Linked DNA regions of Mus musculus: region 2 is linked to region 1. Evidence: chromatin contacts called from public HiChIP or PLAC-seq data. All regions are on one chromosome and are shown on one strand. The core of a region is the stretch at or near the end of the contact, and the rest is flanking DNA. Distances in the headings are between cores, read along the strand shown. Region 1 holds the start of Ttc12 (tetratricopeptide repeat domain 12). Region 2 has its middle 25 kb from the start of Gm38579.

The links. HiChIP or PLAC-seq counts read pairs in DNA pulled down with a chosen protein or histone mark.
Region 2: a contact with region 1 is called in an H3K27ac HiChIP or PLAC-seq map of T-cell acute lymphoblastic leukemia, with 10 times the contacts expected there. The contact joins two enhancer-like sites. A contact is called at or near these places in 7 of 39 promoter capture datasets (3T3-L1-derived adipocytes, cranial neural crest, frontonasal cranial neural crest and 4 more), 5 of 15 datasets of contacts at CTCF or cohesin (embryonic stem cells, large pre-B cells, pro-B cells and 1 more), 29 of 484 Hi-C or Micro-C datasets (B cells, the BV-2 cell line, CD4 single positive thymocytes and 9 more) and 13 of 115 datasets of contacts at active chromatin or transcription factors (SST interneurons, T-cell acute lymphoblastic leukemia, acute myeloid leukemia and 9 more).

What each region holds. Positions count from the first base shown.
Region 1 is chr9:49,485,417-49,492,673 of GRCm38.p6, forward strand. Ttc12 (tetratricopeptide repeat domain 12) reads right to left here and starts at 809. Exons shown (of 22, transcript NM_172770.3): 1 at 730-809. Within about 2 kb of position 3,670, at least 14 of the 459 cell types and tissues checked have an H3K27ac peak or open chromatin away from gene starts, as enhancers often do. A contact at or near this core is called in T-cell acute lymphoblastic leukemia, where this site is marked.
Region 2 is chr9:50,413,520-50,420,776 of GRCm38.p6, forward strand. No RefSeq gene overlaps it. Among named protein-coding and RNA genes, the nearest start is that of Gm38579, 25 kb to the left of the region's middle. Within about 2 kb of position 3,307, at least 42 of the 459 cell types and tissues checked have an H3K27ac peak or open chromatin away from gene starts, as enhancers often do. A contact at or near this core is called in T-cell acute lymphoblastic leukemia, where this site is marked.

The sequences.
Region 1 (7,257 bases), core at 2,420-4,919:
CCCTAGGTATGCATATTTTAAATACACTATACTGTGGTTCCAGCTTGCAGACAGGCGGCTTGGTAGTGCAGTCAGACAACTGCGAACTAAAACTTTGACATGCACAATTAGCCCGTGAGTCCCAGTTTCTCCGTCTACGTTATGGAAATCATAATGCGAACCCAGAGGACACCACGGGTCTGACTGTAGCACCCTGAACGTGGATGCGTGATTAGTCAGGCTTCTTTTATCTAGAAAACAGCCTTGGCATATGGCTCAAACAGCTAACACTCCCTAGGAATGAGATTCACATCGGGGGTGGGGGTGGGGGTGAGGTGGGGGGTGGAGGAGGGAATTAACTCGTGCAGAGCTACAGGCTGGCCTGAACCAGGCGCTTCATGGACGGAGAAAGCCAGTCTTTCTGGAACAGTACACCCAAGCCAGAAGGGTCAGCAGGAACGCAGAGCCAAGGCTCCCTGGAAAGGAGCAGAGCGGCGGTGGGGTGGAGGACCCACACCCGAGCCCCACCCTTCGGTACTACACAACTCCATGGAGGGAGGGCGGGGACAGCTGTACTGTTGCCAGGCAACCGCTCCCCAGCGTCCTGGCCCTGTGCTTCCAGGGTTGGTCTCAGCCTGCAGCTGGTACTGGATCAAACTCAGGGCCCGAGTCAGTGGCCTCTGTCAACTCTAAGCCCAGGCCAGGAACAGTTCCAAGATAGATTCCCCACGGCCACCCGGCTAGACTGACCTTTAGTGCCCAGGATCGGACGGGAAGTGGAAGCTGAGGACAGGCTGTGACTGGCTTTCGCTGGGGAGAGGCGGGGCCTTGGAGAGGGCGGGGCCTCTCGTGACCCAAAGAACGCGCTGCCCCGTTTGAAGCTGGGATGTCCCACCCAGAAGCAAGTTGGTGCCGGCTGGTCGCTAAAGCAACGTCAGTGAAAGCCCTTCCACTCTGGAGCCGCGAGGGTTCTCCCAGTTGGTTTCATATCTTTAGTCCCATAATGTAAAGGCTCCATCCAGCGTACTTCGGTGTGAGTCCAGGTTTGTTTTTAATGACCAATGTATGGCCTCCAAGGCAGTACCGTCTCTTTGATTCTCAATTTTTCTCGTAAATGAAATGGAAAAACGACACTTTTCCGACAAAGCTATGGTTAAGGGGGCTGGATCCTATCTAGCTACAGAAGTGAGTGATATACAAACAACAGTAGGATTTAGGGTAGAGAGAGCACATCACAGGGAATGGAAGAGTGGTGAGTCCTGAGCTCTAAAATGTGGGTAATGTAGATCAGTCAAAACCAGAATCTACAAAAAAGTGCCTGAGGCTAGCCAGTGGCCAGGCAAGAACCCAGGTAAGAAGAGGCGATGGGAGTTCCAGAACTACTGGCCGAAGAAGGGACAGACTCACTTGCACCCAGGACTGCCTTGGATAGTGATGCTCAGTAGCCACAGACTGGCTGGCTGGTGCGTCTTCAGAAGCTCTTTCTGTCTGACGGCTTCCATTCCTGTTGCTATGGAGTGCAGCTCTGCCCTCCCCAGTCCCATAAGCCCATGTGTTATAGGACTAGTTCCCATTCCTTAGGACCAGAGGTTTGCCTTTGTTTTGTCTTTTTGTTTCTAGCACGTGGACTTAGATGAGCAAATGTGCCTACAGAAACTGTCAAGTATGCTATTCCGGATGGAGAAAGGATAAGAGAGTTGACAGTTTGCATCAGGCTTCCAAGGGCCATCTGTCCTGAAGAGTAAGATTACAGTGGTACAGTCACAAGCCACTTTGCGGGGACAAATCTTACACTTGATAGATTACTAGGGTTTTGTTTTGTTTCACTTTGCTTCTTTAGCTGGTCTGTGTGTGTGTGTGTGTGTGTGTGTGTGTGTGTGTGTGTGTATGTGTGTGTGTGTTTTGGATGCTATACCTTTCTGTGGCCCTGCATAGCCCAAAATTCACTTTGTGGCCCAGGGTGTCCTCGAGCTCAAGGTGATCCTATTGTCTCGGGTGCTGGGATGGCAGGTGTGTGCCACCAAACTTACCTCGGATTGGTCAGAAGTCCTAAGTGACCCCAGAAAGTCAGTCACCTGGCAGCAAAGAGTCTCATGCTCTTTTGTCCAGGCCTATGTAGATTTTACTTTTGTGCCCTGGTAACTTGATATGGCCAGTGTGGTATACAGATAAGCAACTGTGAACAAGAACCTTCAATAACCCGAGTGTGACTCATTGACTATGCCCCCCCACCCACCCAGCAGTTAGCCAATGGAGGCCTGTGTGAGCATTCACAGAACCCAGTCTACCTTTGATTCATAGAAGAGTAAGCAGTAGACCCGGCTGATAAGGGGGTCAACATTTTGGGTGGCTTTGTTGCCTCGGCATAACATGCTCAGCCACTCTGACCACGTGTTCTTCACTTGATGCTATGCCAAAAATCTAAGGGTGCTGTGGGCGAATCTATGCGGATCAGGATGACTGTTGTTAGATTTTAAGGGTCAATGTCTGTGTGTCCTCCCTCCAGCACAGTGGTTTACGTGTGCAGAGACTTTCAAAAGCATTAGTGAGCTGTATTTCAAGGATGAGTTTACTTTACGGAGCTTAAATCCCTTGCGCGAGACTCCAGTTTTGTGGTTTATGCCTTCAATAAAAAAACGGGGGAACATTTGGTCATCTTCCACTGTATCGTAAATCTGAGACTCAGATTAATAGAAACCATTGCTACTCCTTCCCTCAGCTCGCTCCCCACCGTGCAAACCATCCTAACTCCTTGCATTTTCCCATCAATTATATTATACAAGCTCAGAAGAGAGTGGGAAAAAAAGTTCTCAGCCTCATGCAGAATGAAACAAACTACCTTTGCCTGTGGAGACAAGTCCACCAGAATCCAGGAGCCAAACTACAGCCTGCCAGACAAGACCCTCGGCTGCAGGAGCCAGCTAGCCTGGCAGCTTTGGTTTCAAGATTCTGAGAGAAGGGTTTGTCCAGGCCTCCCCAAGAAGAATCACTAAATACTGCCTCATTTCTTTCTCCGAACCACGTGTCCCTACAGGGAAAGAATCTGTTAAGCTGAAAATCCCTGCCCCTTGGATTCCCCTGTTATCTTTTCTGTTCTAACTCGCCACTGTAGAGGAAGGAGTAGTTTTCAGGATCGCAGGTTCATGTGTCTGCAGGAGACAAGAGTATCCCTTGATATTTCTGTGCTGAAATGATGGTGTGGAAAATATTTGCAACAACCACAATAGCAGTCCCGTGTGCCAGGCATACGTATGACTTCATGTAAATGTTTTGTTTATTCCCATTTCTTAAGTCAAGAACACACAGATAAAAGGGACCGAGATTTCTCAGGGGCCGAGCAAGACCTGAACCTTGGTCTGTGCCCTCAAAACTCCCCCACTTGACTGCCCTGACTCCTATGTACACCCATGTGGCAGACAATGCTGTCAGCAACCCCCCTGCGAGTTTCCACCTAAGCTTATGGTTTCCTCCCTGGGCATGCCAAGCAGACTGCTCCATGCTTGTCAGAGACTGGTCTAGCTTCCCCTCTGCTGGGAAGTGTCTGTGACTCCATTAAGAAAGCAAGGTGAATCCACCAGTGTCTTTCTTTAGAGACTTTACTGTGGATCAAGGGACTTATATTCTAGAAAAGGCCAGCAGGAGCTCCCATGCCAGATGGGAGTGGCGCCCTATCCTGCCTGCTGTGGAGTAGCACTGCCCTCTTGTGGGCGGAATGGGTATGACTAGCCAGTGCAAGGCAGGACTCGGCACAGGGTCGGTGCTCAGGTGTTCTTGTGCTTCTCCTGCAGTTATTTAGTGCTAACCGAGCACCTCCTGTGTGTGCACACCTGGTGTCCTAGTTTGGGTTTTATTGCTATAAAGAGAGACCATGACCAAGGCAAACATTTAACGGGGGCTAGCTTACACGTTCAGAAGTCCAGTCCATTGTCATCATGGCAGGAAGCATGTCAATGTTCCCAGCAACAAGGCCACACCCACTCGCGAACAAGGCTACACCTCCTAGTAGTGCCCCTCCCTGGGCCAAGCATATCCAGCCACCACACCTGGCAAGGCTCTTTTTTTGTATGGCTGCTTTGCTGAGACTGCTTCTCTGGAGAGTGAGCTAAAGCCAGCAGTTCAGGATGTTGAGAAATTTAAGGGTGATTAATTGCTTATTTGAGGCACAAGTCATCCATCTAAGGTGAGCGTTCACACTCAGAAAACTGAAGACACATCGCCTTCGTTCCCTGGAATTTTCTCCACCATCGAGGTTTGTGGGACAAAGGCACTTCACAGAATTGCCAGATGCCACAAGTCACACATAGTCCGGATGTGGGTCCCCTTTCAGTTGCCAGGGACGGTTGGAGACAGGTGTTGCCAGGGAGCAGTGTCTCTTGACTTTGTGTAAGAAGTTTGATATTACATTAGAAGCACGTGGCAGAAACTATCCCTGCTTCATTAGTTAGAGCCAGATGCCTCTCCTTTCCCATCTTTTTTGTCTGTGAATTTCTGCAATGCTGCCATCTTGCTTACATATGGTCTTAAGTTACTTAGTCCGGCATCATGTCAACACCCAGCCGCTGCCACATTCTGAGGACCCCTTAGTAGGGGCTCACACATGACACTCTCGGGAGATGCTTTCCCCATCCTCCCAACAGCCGACAGCAGAGGCCCTCAGGGATACTTATGTATACGCTTGCCTCGGATAAGTGTGTATTTTCGAACCACGTTGTTTTCATAATTATTATTCATTATCCTCCCATTTTTAAGCCAATTTGCTGTGCCGTGCCACACACGCTCGTTAGCGCAGAGAAGCATGCGTTCTTCTGTGTGTGGCATTCCCACTCACTCACTCAGCCACACCATCTTAGAGCCTTAGTTCCCTTTATACTTTGCAAGAGTTTACTCTCCTAGGTTGTTAAAATTTCCGAAGTGCTCCTTGGTGATTCATAAACGTCGGAGCAGTTGGCATTCTAACTGGCAACAACGCGTGAGAGCACCAGGGTCCTCGCTACCGCTGAGGTTCAGACGGTGAACGGTCTGAAAATGCACCCAGGATAAATTGTTCTGCGTGGGTTTCACATTTAGACTGAAACCTCTTGTTTCTCCCCACACGGGTGCTTTCCAGATCGCTCAAGAAGTGTTAACAGAGAACAGCATGTTCTCACGCAGCGCTTCTTTCCTTTTTGTACAGTCCTGAACCATCTGCGCCATTGGGGCCGTTAAACCAGGGCTCTTAACCTGGGGTCTGAGAGTCTGTAGATACAGTTGAAAGTCTCTGAGCTTGATTATAATTATAGGTGATAAAATTGTTCAAATTTCTGTTCTTTTAACAATATAACTGCTGCTTAAGGATTTTTTTTCCCAAGCAGCTCACTGAAGCCTAGCACTTGTAGTCAATGTCAGTACTGGCCCACCGCACAGCCATGACGTCACTAAGGCACGGCAGCTGGTTGACTCACCCTGGTTACTAGACAAGCTGCTACAACTTGCATTTGAATGTGCTGATTAGGAAATCTGTGTGTTACTATGCTGCAAACTCCACTTAAAGTTTTTAGTAATTGTAAATCAATATGTATACTTCCCTATTCGTTCCAGGTTATCTTATTTTAAAATGAATATATTAAGTTAAAAATATTTTTTCATTTTCCCAGCACTTGGGAGGCAGAGGCAGGCAGATTTCTGAGTTCGAGGCCACCCCAGGATAGCCAGAGCTACACAGAGAAACCCTGTCTTGAAAAACAAAAACAAAAACAAAAACAAAAAACAAAAAAACAAAAAAAACCCCAAAACCAAAAAACAACAACAAATAGCAACATATTTTCAAGAAAAGGTCTCTATACACCACTTGGCATCCAGAGAGCCAAAGCAGGAACACTGTTTAGGATGCCTTGGTTTGCATTACAGGTGAATTCTGAATAAATGTGTATACTACTCACTCTTAGGGTAGAGCCAGATACCCTTCTTCTTCTTGGAGTCTATTGGTCTATACTATCGCTATTCCGATTGTGGAAAGTAAAGAAAGGTGATAGATAGTAATTTGATAGGGAAGAGACTTGGCCCATACTAGGTTTGCAAGGGGCCTGGTCAGTGGCACCAGCAGTCATCTGCACTGATATCACACAGCTGTGAGAAAGGCCCATCACTTCTAGAACATTCCTAGAAGTTCTAGGACATCACTTCTAGAACATTCTCTAGAATCTGTAACTCTGGTCCAATTAGGAGGGAATGAACCCGGAGCCCAAAAGGAAGGTCATTCTATAGATCTCTGACCAACGTCTTCACAGATGACAAGTTCATCAAAAGCAAGAAAGAAAAAAAAAAACGGAGAAACGAGGGCTAAGGGGATGTGACACCATGCTCTGGCTTCCACCATGACACTGGTGGACAAGCTGGTGACTGTCCCACGAAACCTGGAGTTTACTGTGTCAGTATTACAGCCACACAGTTTTCCACTTTTCAAAAACCTTCCCTGGTTTATGTGAGCATTAGAAAGATCCAGGCGACCTATTAGAAGACTGCTCTATTATTGAAGTGTCTGTAAGTCTTTTCCAAAATTAAAGTTTGGGGACAGGGCGAAGGGAGTCTTTAGGCTTCTGGTCCTACACTAGCATCTCTCACAACTTTGACTCATTCATTCATCTTTCACTCATTCAACAAAGGTATTAATCAGCTCTGGGGCACACCGGAGACTCGACAGCAGGGAGAAAACTGTGCTGAAGATCTGAGAATGATGGCCCAAGGAGACTATGATCTTCCGTGCAATCCTGGAAGAGGTGGTGTTAGAATGTTAGGGAGTGAATTCTTCAAAAGAGTTTTGTTTGCACTCATTCAACACAGCAGGAAAGAGAGAAGAGACTTGGGAAACTGCAAGAGAACAGGGCAGGACTCTGTGGGCCGAGAGGAAGAAAGGGGATTCTGGGTAGTGTAGTCCTCAGTGAACCACACCATTGGCCTGTCTTCTGATCACTCTGTGTAAGGAAGCCTCAGGGTTGGAGTCTGTCGTGTCTCTGCTTCTAATCCTCAGCAGAGCTGCTGTGTTCCAAATTGTTTCCTGTGACATCCCCAGGAGAAAGTTGGGCCAAGAGAGCATGCTCAACTGTCACTTTTGAGTTTCTCTGCTATACTTATAGCTCTTAAAATAGTGCCTTAGCTCAAATGGTTATTGCGAATGAGTGTAAATTGAGTAGTTTATAAACAAACCTGTGTTTTTATGATTCTGGAGACTGGAAGTCCACCATCAAGGCCAAAGACATGGAAGCTTGTGAGGAGTCACTTCCTGGTCCCTAGACAGCCACC
Region 2 (7,257 bases), core at 2,057-4,556, 930 kb after region 1:
TAACTCCCGCTCCTTCCCACTTCCCTTCCTAGCCAGTACTCACTGTGAGGTTTAGTCCCGAGAATCCCTGCATGTGAGGAATCCTTTAAAACAACCCTAAAAGGGAGGTGTGGCACAGTAAATAGAGTGCTTGCCTAAGGTGTATAGCTCCTTGGGTCCTGTCCAGCATTACACAAACCAGGTACACATGCTTGAAGTTCAACCACTCAGGAAGCGGAGGGCTTTACAAAGTGTTGAGGTTGATTCTACTTAAGAAATATCATAGCCAGGCATGGTGGTGTGAGTTTGAGGTCAACCCTGTCTAAGTAGCCATCCATACCCTGTTGAAAATGGGGGAGGGATTTAAAGAGAGAGGAAGGAACACCATTGAAATGGGGAGTGTTGGAGGAGGAGCTGACCACACACACACACACACACACACACACACACACACACACACACACGCACGGGCTCTCAGCAGAGCTGGGCTCTGAAGTATTAGTGGGTTTTGGTTTGGTTTGGCTTTTTTGTTGGTGGTGATGGTGGTTTGTTTTTGCCACTCACCAGTTTCTACCATTTGCATCAAGCAATGCAGAAGCCAAGGACCTGCTCTGAGGTAGGAATTTAAAAGCTGTGCACCTGCCCGCCTGTTGGTTCTGTGGTCCCTGCTTCTTCAGTTAGTCACTAACCCTTTCTCTGCGCTGGCCCCAGTTTCAGCACACTTAAAAGAACCCCTTTCTCACTCACTGTGTGTGGACTTGTTTTCCAGCAAGTCTCTCAGGTAAAGCTACCCTCCGGAAGACTGTGGTGTGAGATAAATTGTCCACGCCCCAGCCCAGGTACCCAATATCTCCTCTCCCCTGTGAACCTCAAATCATTTCAAAGAAGATTCAGTAAAAAAAACAACAAGCTTTAAATCCCCTTTCGTGACCTTTGCATCCTTGTGTTTCTAGTTCTAACTCTGCCATTTTCTTGTGATAGATAAGTGCACAGATGTAAATAGCGTGCACACCACTGAGTGCAACACCATGGCCTTTCTAACTGTATTGGAGTTCATTGAGATGTATAGAGCTTGGGACAGGACAAATGTCTGTTTGAGTGGATATGTTAATCTAGCTGTGTGATGTTTCTATTGGTGAATGCATTGCAATAAAGCTGCTTTGATATTTAAAAACCAGTAAAAAAATGTAACTGCACCATAGGAATATCAATTCCAAAAACATTCAAGAATCAAAATCAACTTAAAAGATTTGGCATAATGCACATAACAGAATATGTATGTGGATGTCAAAAGGATGAAATAGATCAGTAAAGCTGGGATGAAAATAATCTCCAAGATATACTATTTAGCTTGTGGCAAAAGTCCAGTTGCCCTAAGGGGACAAGGTCATCCCCTGCCTAGCAAGGAAGGGCTACCCATTAATCACCAGAACTAACGCTGGCAAAGCCTGCCTCTCGGCTGACAGCCAGGTCCAAATGGTTAAGCACAGTGAGACAGGCTTTGGGGATGGTTTTGTTCCAGGAAAAATCAAAGCTGTTTCCTTCTGAACAGAAACCTGACCACGGTCGAAAAGAATAAAGTCAGGCACAATTTTTTGTGTGTGTATTTGTGCTTCTCAGGCATAGAGAGCAGTTGGCTTGAGATCAAAGCTAGAAGTTTCTAAGCACATGGAGGCGGGGACTATGCATGATCATGTGTGTGAAGACAAAGGCCTACATCAAGCGTCTTTCCCTTGGGTGCCATGGTTTTATAAGCAAGATTTATTTTTAATATTAACTTAATTACTTGTTCATGTACTTACTTTTATATATCTCTCTTTTTCTCTTCTTCTGTATGTATGTGTATGTGCGCGCGCACATGCATGCATGCATTCGTGTGTGTGTGTGTGTGTGTGTGTGTGTGTGCCCTTGTGTACATAGATACTCTCATCAACCAGACAAGGCATCACTTGGCCATTGGTATCTTCCCAGTCTCCAGTCATCTTTATTTCCTTCTTTCTACATCTCTCTCTTTTTTTGGTTTTTTTGTTTGGTTGGTTTTTGTTTTTTAGTTTTTGGTTTTTGTTTTTTGTTTGTTTGTTTGTTTGTTTGTTTTGAGACAGGGTTTTTCTGTGTAGCCCTGACTGTCCTGGAACTTACTTTGTAGACCAGGCTGGCCTTGAACTCAGAAATCTGCCTGCCTCTGCTTCCCAAGTGCTGGGATTAAAGGCATGCACCACCACTGACCAGCTCTACATCTCTTAAGTAAAAATTGAAGGACGAGGAGGAGAAGGAGGAGGAGAAAAGGAGAAGAAGAAAGAGGAAGAAGGAAGAAGGAAGAAGAAAGAGGAAGAAGAAGAAGAAGAAGAAGAAGAAGAAGAAGAAGAAGAAGAAGAAGAAGAAGAAGAAAAGGAGGAGGAGGAGGGGGAGGAGGAGGGGAGGAGAAGGAGGAGAAGAAGGAAAAGGAGAAGGAGAAGAAGAAGAAGAAGAAGAAGAAGAGGAAGAGGAGGAGGAGGAGGAGGGGGGGAGGGGGAGGGGGAGGGGAGGAGAAGGAGGAGAAGGAGGAGAAGGAGAAGAAGGAGAAGAAGAAGAAGAAGAAGAAGAAGAAGAAGAAGAAGAAGAAGAAGAAGAAGAAGAGGAGGAGGAGGAGGAGGAGGAGAAGGAGAAGGAGAAGGAGAAGGAGAAGGAGAAGGAGAAGGAGAAGGAGAAGGAGAAGGAGAAGGAGAAGGAGAAGGAGAAGGAGAAGGAGAAGGAGAAGGAGAAGGAAAGAAGAAGAAGAAGAAGAAGAAGAAGAAGAAGAAGAAGAAGAAGAAGAAGAAGAAGAAGAAGAAGAAGAAGAAAAGTGTCTAGGAGATCCCATTCCCAGAAAGGACAGACACAGAGAGCTGCTGTGTTACCTGGGTCTAAATTTCAAATGGAAGCTGGCACCCTCGGGGGAAATTCGAAGAGTGAGAGCCACACCAGAAGGAATACTTCAAGAGCCAAAGCTTTCCCTTTCACTTAAATCCAAATAATCCTCTTGCAATTCTTCAGTGCTAGAAATCCCATGGCTACCTCACATGGACTGCCACACTCTCACTTTGGACTATTAGTCATATTCTTAAGCATATTCTCTAATCTTTGGCCAAGCAAATGGGTGTGTGGAATAAAGACTGTATTTTCCAATATGCCTGCTAGTAGGTATGGAAAATAGGACAAGTCAAAAGAAAAGAAAGGGCTGGTGAGATAACCCAGTGGCTAAATGTTGGAAGGCCCTGCTATTAAGGTTGCAGTCTACCGAGTTCTGATAAGGTCCCTGAGCTTGGTGCAAAATGGAGAACTTTTTTTTTTTTTCAGCAGGGCTTCCTCTTCTCTGCCCAATCTTATCTGGAGATCATCTCTTAGCACAGATGCCTGACCTTATCTGGAGGAAGGCCCTGTGCAGAGCTTCCTGCAGGTGCTGCATGATTCAGCACTTAAGTCCCACTCAGCACTTCCTGCCAAAATGATAATTAGGTACTGAGCTATGACCGATCAGTCCTTCCCACCTGTAACTCCCAAAGAACCTGTGAGGACAGTCACGTAGTCTATGGCCAGATAACAGGTCCAATTGTCTCTCTCTCCTGCTAAGAGCCTCCCCAGCAGGTTCTTGGAATTCCTCTTCATGGAAATGAAGCATTCCCAGGCCTTTACTGTAGGCAATAATATAACATCCACCGTGAAAGTCCCTACCCACTCTCCAAGATCTATACAGCCCTTGTTTGTCCCAAATGAAGTTAAGCTGTCTTGCTGAAGCTGATCTGAAGTCAGTAAGTCAATGCTCAGGGATGAGGGCCAACAGTCCCCAAGGAGAAAGGGGGCCACAGGTAAAGGCACTTGCAGAATTCCTGAGTTCAGTCTCATGGGACTTGGGACCACATATCACTGGGCAAGTGTCACTGGATCCCTGCTTCAACTGATCAGAAGACTTTCGAGCTGTATGTGGGAGCACAAAAGCACAGCTATTTTAAGAATCTTAATACCAGCACTTGGGAATCCGAGACAGATGGGTCTCAGTGAGTTAGAGGCCACCCTGGTCTACAAAGTGAGTTTCAGGACAGCTAGGGCTACACAGAGAAACCCTGTCTCAAAAGGCGAGTGGGGTTGACTTTCGTTCCCATCTTTTAAAAGCAAAATCTCATTGCTGAAAGGACAAAACCATAGTTTTGGAAAACACACTAACAGTTGCTAGGAGTTCAGGGACTTGGGTAGAACTATGAAGGGGCAATGTGAGAGAATTTGTAAAGCTAAAGAAATGGTTCTGTTCCAACTCAATTCTTTAACGAATTAGAAAGAGCAATCTGCAAATTCATCTGGAATAACAAAAAACCTAGGATAGCAAAAACTCTTCTCAAGGATAAAAGAATCTCTGGTGGAATCACCATGCCCGACCTAAAGCTGTACTACAGAGCAATTGTGATAAAAACTGCATGGTACTGGTACAGCAACAGACAAGTAGACCAATGGAATAGAATTGAAAACACAGAATTGAACCCACACACCTATGGTCACTTGATCTTCGACAAGGGAGCTAAAACCATCCAGTGGAAAAAAGACAGCATTTTCAACAAATGGTGCTGGCACAACTGGCGGTTATCATGTAGAAGAATGCGAATTGATCCATTCCTATCTCCTTTACTAAGGTCAAATCTAAGTGGATCAAGGAGCTCCACATAAAACCAGAGACACTGAAACTTATAGAGGAGAAAGTGAGGGAAAGCCTTGAAGATATAGGTACAGGGGAAAAATTCCTGAATAGAACAGCAATGGCTTGTGCTATAAGATCGAGAATTGACAAATGGAACCTCATGAAACTGCAAAGCTTCTGTAAGGCAAAAGACACCGTCAATAAGACAAAAAGGCCATCAACAGATTGGGAAAGGATCTTTACCTATCCTAAATCAGATAGAGGACGAATATCCAATATATATAAAGACTCAAGAAGGTGGACTCCAGAAAATCAAATAACCCCATTAAAAAATGGGGCTAAGAGCTAAACAAAGAATTCTCACCTGAGGAATACCGAATGGCTGAGAAACACCTGAAAAAAAAATGTTCAGCATCCTTAATCATCAGGGAAATGCAAATCAAAACAACCCTGAGATTCCATCTCACACCAGTCAGAATGGCTAAGATCAAAAATTCAGGTGACAGCAGATGCTGGCGTGGATGTGGAGAAAGAGGAACACTCCTCCATTGTTGGTGGGATTGCAGGCTGTACAACCACTCTGGAAATCAGTCTGGCAGTTTCTCAGAAAATTGGACATGGTACTACTGGAGGATCCCGCAATACCTCTCCTGGGCATATATCCAGAAGATGTTCCAACTAGTAAGAAAGAAACATGCTCCACTATGTTCATAGCAGCCTTATTTATAATAGCCAGAAGCTGGAAAGAACCCTGATGCCCCTCAACAGAGGAATGGATACAAAAAATGTGGTACATTTACACAATGGAGTACTACTCAGCTATTAAAAACAATGAATTTATGAAATTCCTAGGCAAATGGTTGGACCTGGAGGGCATTATCCTGAGTGAGGTAACCCAATCACAAAAGAACTCAAATGATATGTACTCACTGATAAGTGGATATTAGCCCAGAAACTTAGAATACCCAAGATATAAGTTACAACTTGCAAAACACATGAAACTCAAGAAGAACGAAGACCAAAGTGTGGACACTTTGCCCCTTCTTAGAATTGGGAACAAAAAAAACCCATGGAAGGAGTTACAGAGACAAAGTTTGGAGCTGAGACAAAAGGATAGACCATCTAGAGACTGCCATATCCAGGGATCCATCCCATAATCCGCCACCAAACGCTGACACCATTGCATACACTAGCAAGATTTTGCTGATAGGACTCTGATATAGCTGTCTCTAGTAAGACTAGGCCGGGGCCTAGCAAACACATAAGTGGATGCTCACAGTCAGCTATTGGATGGATCACAGGGCCCCCAATAGAGGAGCTAGAGAAAATACCCAAGGAGCTAAAGGGATCTGCAACCCTATAGGTGGAACAACATTATGAAATAACCAGTACCCCCCGGAGCTCTTGACTCTAGCTGCATATGTATCAAAAGATGGCCTAGCCGGCCATCACTGGAAAGAGAGGCCCATTGGACTTGCAAACTTTATATGCCCCAGTACAGGGGAATGCCAGGGCCAAAAAGTGGGAGTGGGTGGGTAGGGGAGTGGGGGAGGGAGGGTATGGGGGACTTTTGGGATAGCATTGGAAATGTAAATGAGGAAAATACGTAATAAAAAAAAAGAGATGGTTCTGTAACCTCCTTGTGTTGGTGTGACTCCATGAATGTGTGGGAAAAACTCATATATTGAAAGCTGAAGTTTACAAAATGGTAGCTTGAGTCAAATTTCAAAAGGTCTCTGTCTCTGAGATAATTTCTAAGGTCTCTAAAATAAACTGGCCCATGGGGTAGTTCATTGCAAAAACTAACAAGGATATGTAGCCACTTCTTTTAGGTTCTAAGAATCAGGAATGACAATACCTATACCCACAGAGGCCACTGGGTCATTCAGAGATGGTGGTGGGAATGACCTCTTAAGTCATGGAGTCCAAGCCACTGGTAGCAGCTGGACAAGAACAAATCCCAAGAGCTGTTAGATCCTGTACAGGCACCTTCTGTGCATATTGATTCATGGAAAAACTTCAAAGTACCTAAAATTAACCAACAAAAGAGAAAAGGAAAACACAACGTTTGTTCATGCTAAACAGTTGACCATTAGAATCCTCCCATCCCTCCTCCCATCATCACTCCTCCCATCACTCTCATCACTCCTCCCATCATCACTCCTCCCATCACTCCTCCCATCACTTCCATCCCTCCTCCCATCATTCCTCCCTTCATCATTCACTCCTCCCATCACTCCTCCCATCACTTTCATCACTCCTCCCATCACTCCTCCATCACTCCTCCCTTCATCATTCACTCCTCCCATCACTCCTCCCATCACTCTCATCACTCCTCCCATCACTCCTCCCATCATTCCCATCCCTCCTCCATTCATCATTCACTCTTCTCATTACTCCTCCCATCACTCCTTCCATAGATCTTCCCATAGCTCCTCCCATCACTCCTCCCATCATTCCTCCCATAACCCAAATAAAAGTATAACAGAAGCATTATGGTCTATTTTCTACACATAGCTGCCCAAAGGCTTCCAGTGGCTTCCAGAAACCTAGGAGCAATCAAGGAGTTAGAAAAGAAGCTAGACCACAAGAAGAAGCACGCATGGGATTAAATCCTTTGTCATCACAGCACA